Regions from separate parts of the Zea mays genome. Here region 1 is linked to region 2. Evidence: chromatin contacts called from public Hi-C data. All regions are on one chromosome and are shown on one strand. Each heading gives the region's core, a stretch centred on a gene start, on an enhancer-like site or on the middle of the called end of the contact. The rest is flanking DNA. Distances are from core to core; before and after follow the strand shown. Region 1 holds the start of LOC100282651 (wound/stress protein). Region 2 holds the start of LOC100283529.

Region 1 (2,700 bases), core at 9-2,508, 140 kb after region 2:
AAATTTCCTGATCCAATGATGCTGCTGTGTGCTGTGCCAATTCCGAATACTAGATCTAGATCTCTAGAGCCAATTTATTTGGAAAACCACGCATTTTTTTTCGCCAGCCGAAATGCCGAATAATTCCTCAACTAGGATGAAAATCAAGGACGGTGCTGTCCATGATAAAGATCTTGGAGGAACTTCAGTCGGTATCCAAGCATTGCCAGCAGCAAGAAACACGCATGATAACGCGGATTACCATTTCTCAAAGATCAGATCAAAACATGGATCAAGATCCAACACGTCCATGTACAAAAACTAGCCACTACACATCACGCGAGGTGGCTCCCGATTATTCGACTTGCTGCACGGCTCCAATTCAGTTCATCACCATACACGCATGCATCGTGGCGCACGCCACTCACGAGCGCGGCGCCCATGCGCCCACAACTTATTACGACTCGTCACCAACCAACCAAACCAAGCCACCCAGCAGGTCCAGTCCAGGCGTGTGTGCTGTGCTCTCCTCTACCGGCCGCCGGCCACGTCACGCCGCCGAGGCGCCCTTGGCGTCGCCGCTGCAGTAGTCGCGAACGGCCTCGAGCTTGAAGGGCGGGGCGTCGGTGGCGAGCCACTGCTCGACGGTGAACAGCTGCTGCCCGCACCCCTTGTGCGGGCCCGTGGTGGTGACTTCCACGTAGTTGCAGTACCACCCGTGGTGGTCGCCGGTGCCGTCGGTGGCCAGCCGCATCCAGCACGGCGCCTTCGCCATGCAGGGCCCGCGGCCGCTGAAGATGTCCAGGTTGCTGCGCTCGAAGTAGGAGTAGCCCTGCCCCATGAGCCCGCCCCAGGCGGGCAGGTTCGAGATCCCCACGCCGTTGCCGTCCGCGGCGGCCAGCTCCAGCGTGACGTTCGCGTCCGTCCCGGCCTTCAAGATCGACCCCGTCCGGATGAACACCGTGTACACGCACTCCATGCTGTCGTCGCCCACGCCGGAGGCGTCCGTGCCTTTGATGAGCTGCGAGTGCGACGACAGGGATGACGGATCCACCGCATGGACGGACCCGACAGGGGATGCATGTCAAGAGACGCATGAAAGGACGGGCGGGCAGTTGGTTACCTTGATCTCAGTCGGGGTATCGCGGCCGTGCGCCGGCACTGTGGCGGACGCGGCCACGGCGAGGAGGAGGAGGAGGACGGCGAGCTTGGCCATGGGATCCCAATGCAATCAGGCGACTGGATTGGATGAGCTCGGCCTTCGGGGAATGGGGGTATGCGGATCATATTCATATAGGGACACCGAAGTGTAGTTTTTGTGTTTGTGGCCTTGTGGGGTCCACTTGTCACTGTGGCGCTGGTCCGATCCGATCAGAGTAATGTCCGCCCATTTGACACGGATCCATGCATCGAGCGATCTGGAGGATTATTCAAAGGAGAAATTCATGGGCAGATGGGGCCCATCTCACCTGCTGTCGTACAAGCTGAGCGGGTGTGTCATGTGTGCACGATATTGTCACTGTCACCACCCCCCACTCACCGTCTTGTACGAATTATAGCGGTAACAATGCTCAATCACCTTGGGCCTTGGCCATCCACTGTTTTTAATCGTAACTTATAGAGTAGTTTATAGATAATAAAATAAGATCTATAATGCATAGTTCTATTGTACAGTTTCATATGCCTACCAATTAAATAATCGCATAACAATGTTATGAAATAAATTGTTTTTAGTGAAGTTTTACTTAGACCCGTTCCGAACCATTAGAGCTAATTGTTTTTAGATAAAGTAACAAGTCCGTCTTTCGCACTCATAGATGAGGCTTCAGGCCAAATTATTACAGCCCACAACTAAATGAATTAGCGAATAAGTTGGTGGCTGATTAATTTTAGCTGGGTCGAAGGAGCTAACAACTAATAGCTATTTGAAAAGTACAATTAATAGTTGGCTAGTTTATTAGCTGATTAAATATTAATTTTAGAGGTAAAGGACCTTAGTTTCCAACGTAAAGGGATAAAGCATATGAGAACATATCCAGTGCACATATTAAATAATCATTATCTATCAAAGATTTAACGTTTCTGGTTAATCATTGTAATTTACAAATAACACCTTCCACCACTACACCCCACCACGTCGGAGGGTGTTCTTAGCACAATATACCAAACAACTTGAGACGTTAGATTTAAGGTGATTGATGATGATTTAATATGTGCACCATGTATACTAAACTTTCATGTACACCAGATATGTTATCAAAGCAAGACGCTATAATAAGTGAAGCCTCGCTATATTTTCGATGTGTGGCGCTTCATTAAATGAAAATAAAACTCTCTCTAGTACCCACAATATAAAAGGAAAAAAATGTCATAAGCAAGTTCTACTACAGAATTTGACCACAACATTTGTGGCAATGCACCTCAAGAAAAAAATCCACAAGATTACGGTGCATCATAGGACAACGGACGACTAGAGAAAGAGAAAGAAAATAAACAAAGATGCTAACTGGAGGATTAAGACTGTTCCATGGGATTAGCACCGACTGTGCTGATTTTGTATTAGTATGAACGTGGGATCCACATATTGAATCATAACAACCATGTTCTATAGTTCATGTAATAATCCTGTTTACATGGACCATGTATGGGTGATTCATATTGTCCTTGCCCTAGTAGTCATAAAATATAAGGCATTCTAGAAATTTAAGAAAGATAATAAGA
Region 2 (2,700 bases), core at 110-2,609:
TCGATGATGACAAAAATGAGATCAAGAATGCTCTAAAGGAAGATGTGTCAGGGCCATCAAGGCTATCGGAATTGTGCTCGGAATCTTTATCATCGTCCAAATTTTCTAGCACTTCGTCAACCTCCTGCAAAATTCCAAAGAAATTGAAATCTAAACTTTCAATAACATGAGATGATGACTGAAAACCTGGCATGGTTAAGAGTAAGTGCTAGCACTAACTGGAACCAAACACATGTACAGCAATCATCATCCGACGACATGCAACTTACTACAGCATGAAAGAGTAAAAGACAGAGAATAAAGAAATGGAAAGCTACCAAAAGAAACATCTGATCAACTTTGGCCTTGCAGCTACATCTATCAGCCAGCCAATGACATCATAAAAAGACTAGACTGAAATGTAACCAAGGGCGGATAGAACTTGATTTCCATCAGAACTTTCCTACATGACAAGTGAAAACACAAAGGAAATGCGACATTGATGGAGTAAACCTATTTCAGTGCGTCCTTCGCATATCATAGGCATCTAATGATCTAAACATCCTTAAACCAAAATTATTTCACGAACACAGATTGTCTGACCCAGTGAACAGCTCTAACTGTATTGGAGCGCCGATTTCTGAATAAGCTCATATCAGAAGAAGCAAATCCTAAGCATGAACAAAACAAGAGCGCTTGCCAGGTAGCAACAGTTCCACCAACCAAAGCCTGTCCTAATTAGCAGCAATCAACACTAAAACCTCAGGAATCGCGCACCAAACCCTATCGATAGGACGTCCCAGGTGCGAAATCGCTCTTCACCCGAGCGGATGTCACAGCCCGAGTCGCCCAACCGCCCGAATCCGGAGCGCGAGCGAGACCCCAATTGGAAAAAAAAAAACAGGACCGAATCGCCTACGCGAGAGGGGAGAGGAAGGGAGCTCGGATCCGGTGTCTCACGGGGAGGTGGGACGTCTCGCGCTCGGAGACGGGGCTGAGGATGACGGTGGTGAGGTCGGACACGAAGTGCGCCGCCTTGCTGCTCAGGGACGGCAGGTACCCCATCGACCCTCCTTACGGACCCACGCCCACGCGCTCCGCGGCTGCTAAATTTGGGAGGCGCTCGTCCGGCCCTGTCGCTTCCGGAGCTGCGCGCGCTTGGATGGGTGGTCTCGGCTCGGGTGGGAGAGCCGGAGGACGCGGAGCCGGCGAGGGCTGGAGGGAGTGACTTCGAGGGGAGACGAGCGGATTTGGACTCGTTCGGTGGTGGGTCTCGATTGGATATTTCGACCCCTTCCCTTTTTCTGTGACGTCGTGGTGGCCTTGTCCGCGGCGGTTAGCGGGTACGCAACGCCGGCAGCAGCGGCTCACCGTGCGCGGGGGAGGCGACATGTAGAGCCGAAGTCGACCATCCTATGCGGCCCTACCAGTCAGTGGATGGTTAGCCATTCCGACATCCGAGTTCTAAAGTTTTTTTTTGCGAGTGAGTTTTTTTTAAAAGATCAGGAGGCTACTGAGAAATTTTATTAAAAATGAAAAGGTACAACTCGACTTGATTACTGCGAGTGAGTTTTATATAGAAAAATATTCAATATAAGAAAACGGTGCTATGTAGAAAAAAAAAAGTGTACAGTAAAATATCACTATTAATACATTGAAGGTGCTACACGTGAAACAGGGGTAAGATAGTCTTTCTCTCTCATAACTGACGTTGTACGTTAGAAGCTACATCTAGGCAGCAGCATATTATACAGGGGAACTTTCTCTACATCCATGCTAGTTCAGGGGGCTTTCAGAGTAGCAGTAGGAATGAGGTATACAACCCTTGCACTGATGCAAGAGGCGACTAGCTAAGGTCTCCGGTGCGGCGGGGCAGTCTTCCGGTAGGAGGGTTTCTGCAGAAGGAGCCGTGCCACTGACCGATCCATGGGGTCCGCCTGCGTCTCGGCAAATCCGCCGCCGCCCGACGCGAACCTGCCATGCGTAACACTATCAACAAATTCAGCACCTGAAACTGTGGATCAGGGTACAGTGATTCCACGAATTAACGTCAGAACATGCATGCCATCTATGATCTATCCAAGAAAAAGTTGCAATATGAGTATTACCTATTTGAACCCGAGGATCCCAATCCTCCACAGTGCCTTTGTTCAAGACTGCTGGCCAACCGGTACAGGGAGTCCCTTATGCGTCCTCTGGTCGCCAGATCAAGCTGCACGGCACATAAAAAGGACATAAAAACCAAGCATGAATTCCACATGGCTCACAAGAAACGGCTGCGAAATGCCGTGCCAGTATTATCTGTAAAACCGGCGCCTACCTGGTTCATGCCATGCTGAAGCTTCCGAAAGGAAATATCCCTTACTGCTGGCACTAGCTTCATGATTGAGAGGGATGTGATCATGGAACTGGCTGGGTGGACCCAATACCTACCCAAGCTAAATGGGACTTTTTGTTGCGGCAACTCAAAATGGCTGCACGCGGTCGTCGTCTTACTCCGTGGGAAACTTTTTACTGATTTCCTGCATCGTGCGAACTTACTGATGCATGAATGCATATTTTTTTTTTTAATTTGGTTAGATTTTGGTTCCATTCTAAGCTTACTGTGCATCATAAATACAATATGTTACTGATCAGACGACGGTACTGCCGATACATAAAAGTAGTCTTCTCAACATTGATATGGCGGATTTCGGTTAGCACAACTGGTCTAATGCATGG

The links. Hi-C and Micro-C count contacts between places; a contact is called where the count stands out from the background.
Region 1: a Hi-C map of tassel shows a contact between it and region 2, with 2.3 times the contacts expected there. The contact joins the promoter of LOC100282651 here to the promoter of LOC100283529 in region 2. A contact is called at or near these places in 2 of 25 Hi-C or Micro-C datasets (ear and tassel).

Annotation. Positions count from the first base shown.
Region 1 is chr4:185,718,733-185,721,432 of Zm-B73-REFERENCE-NAM-5.0, forward strand. LOC100282651 (wound/stress protein) reads right to left here and starts at 1,259. Exons shown (of 2, transcript NM_001155559.2): 1 at 1,103-1,259; 2 at 226-1,000. The coding sequence starts at 1,195. The coding sequence ends at 530.
Region 2 is chr4:185,578,568-185,581,267 of Zm-B73-REFERENCE-NAM-5.0, forward strand. LOC100283529 reads right to left here and starts at 1,360. Exons shown (of 8, transcript NM_001156429.2): 1 at 940-1,360; 2 at 1-124. The coding sequence starts at 1,044.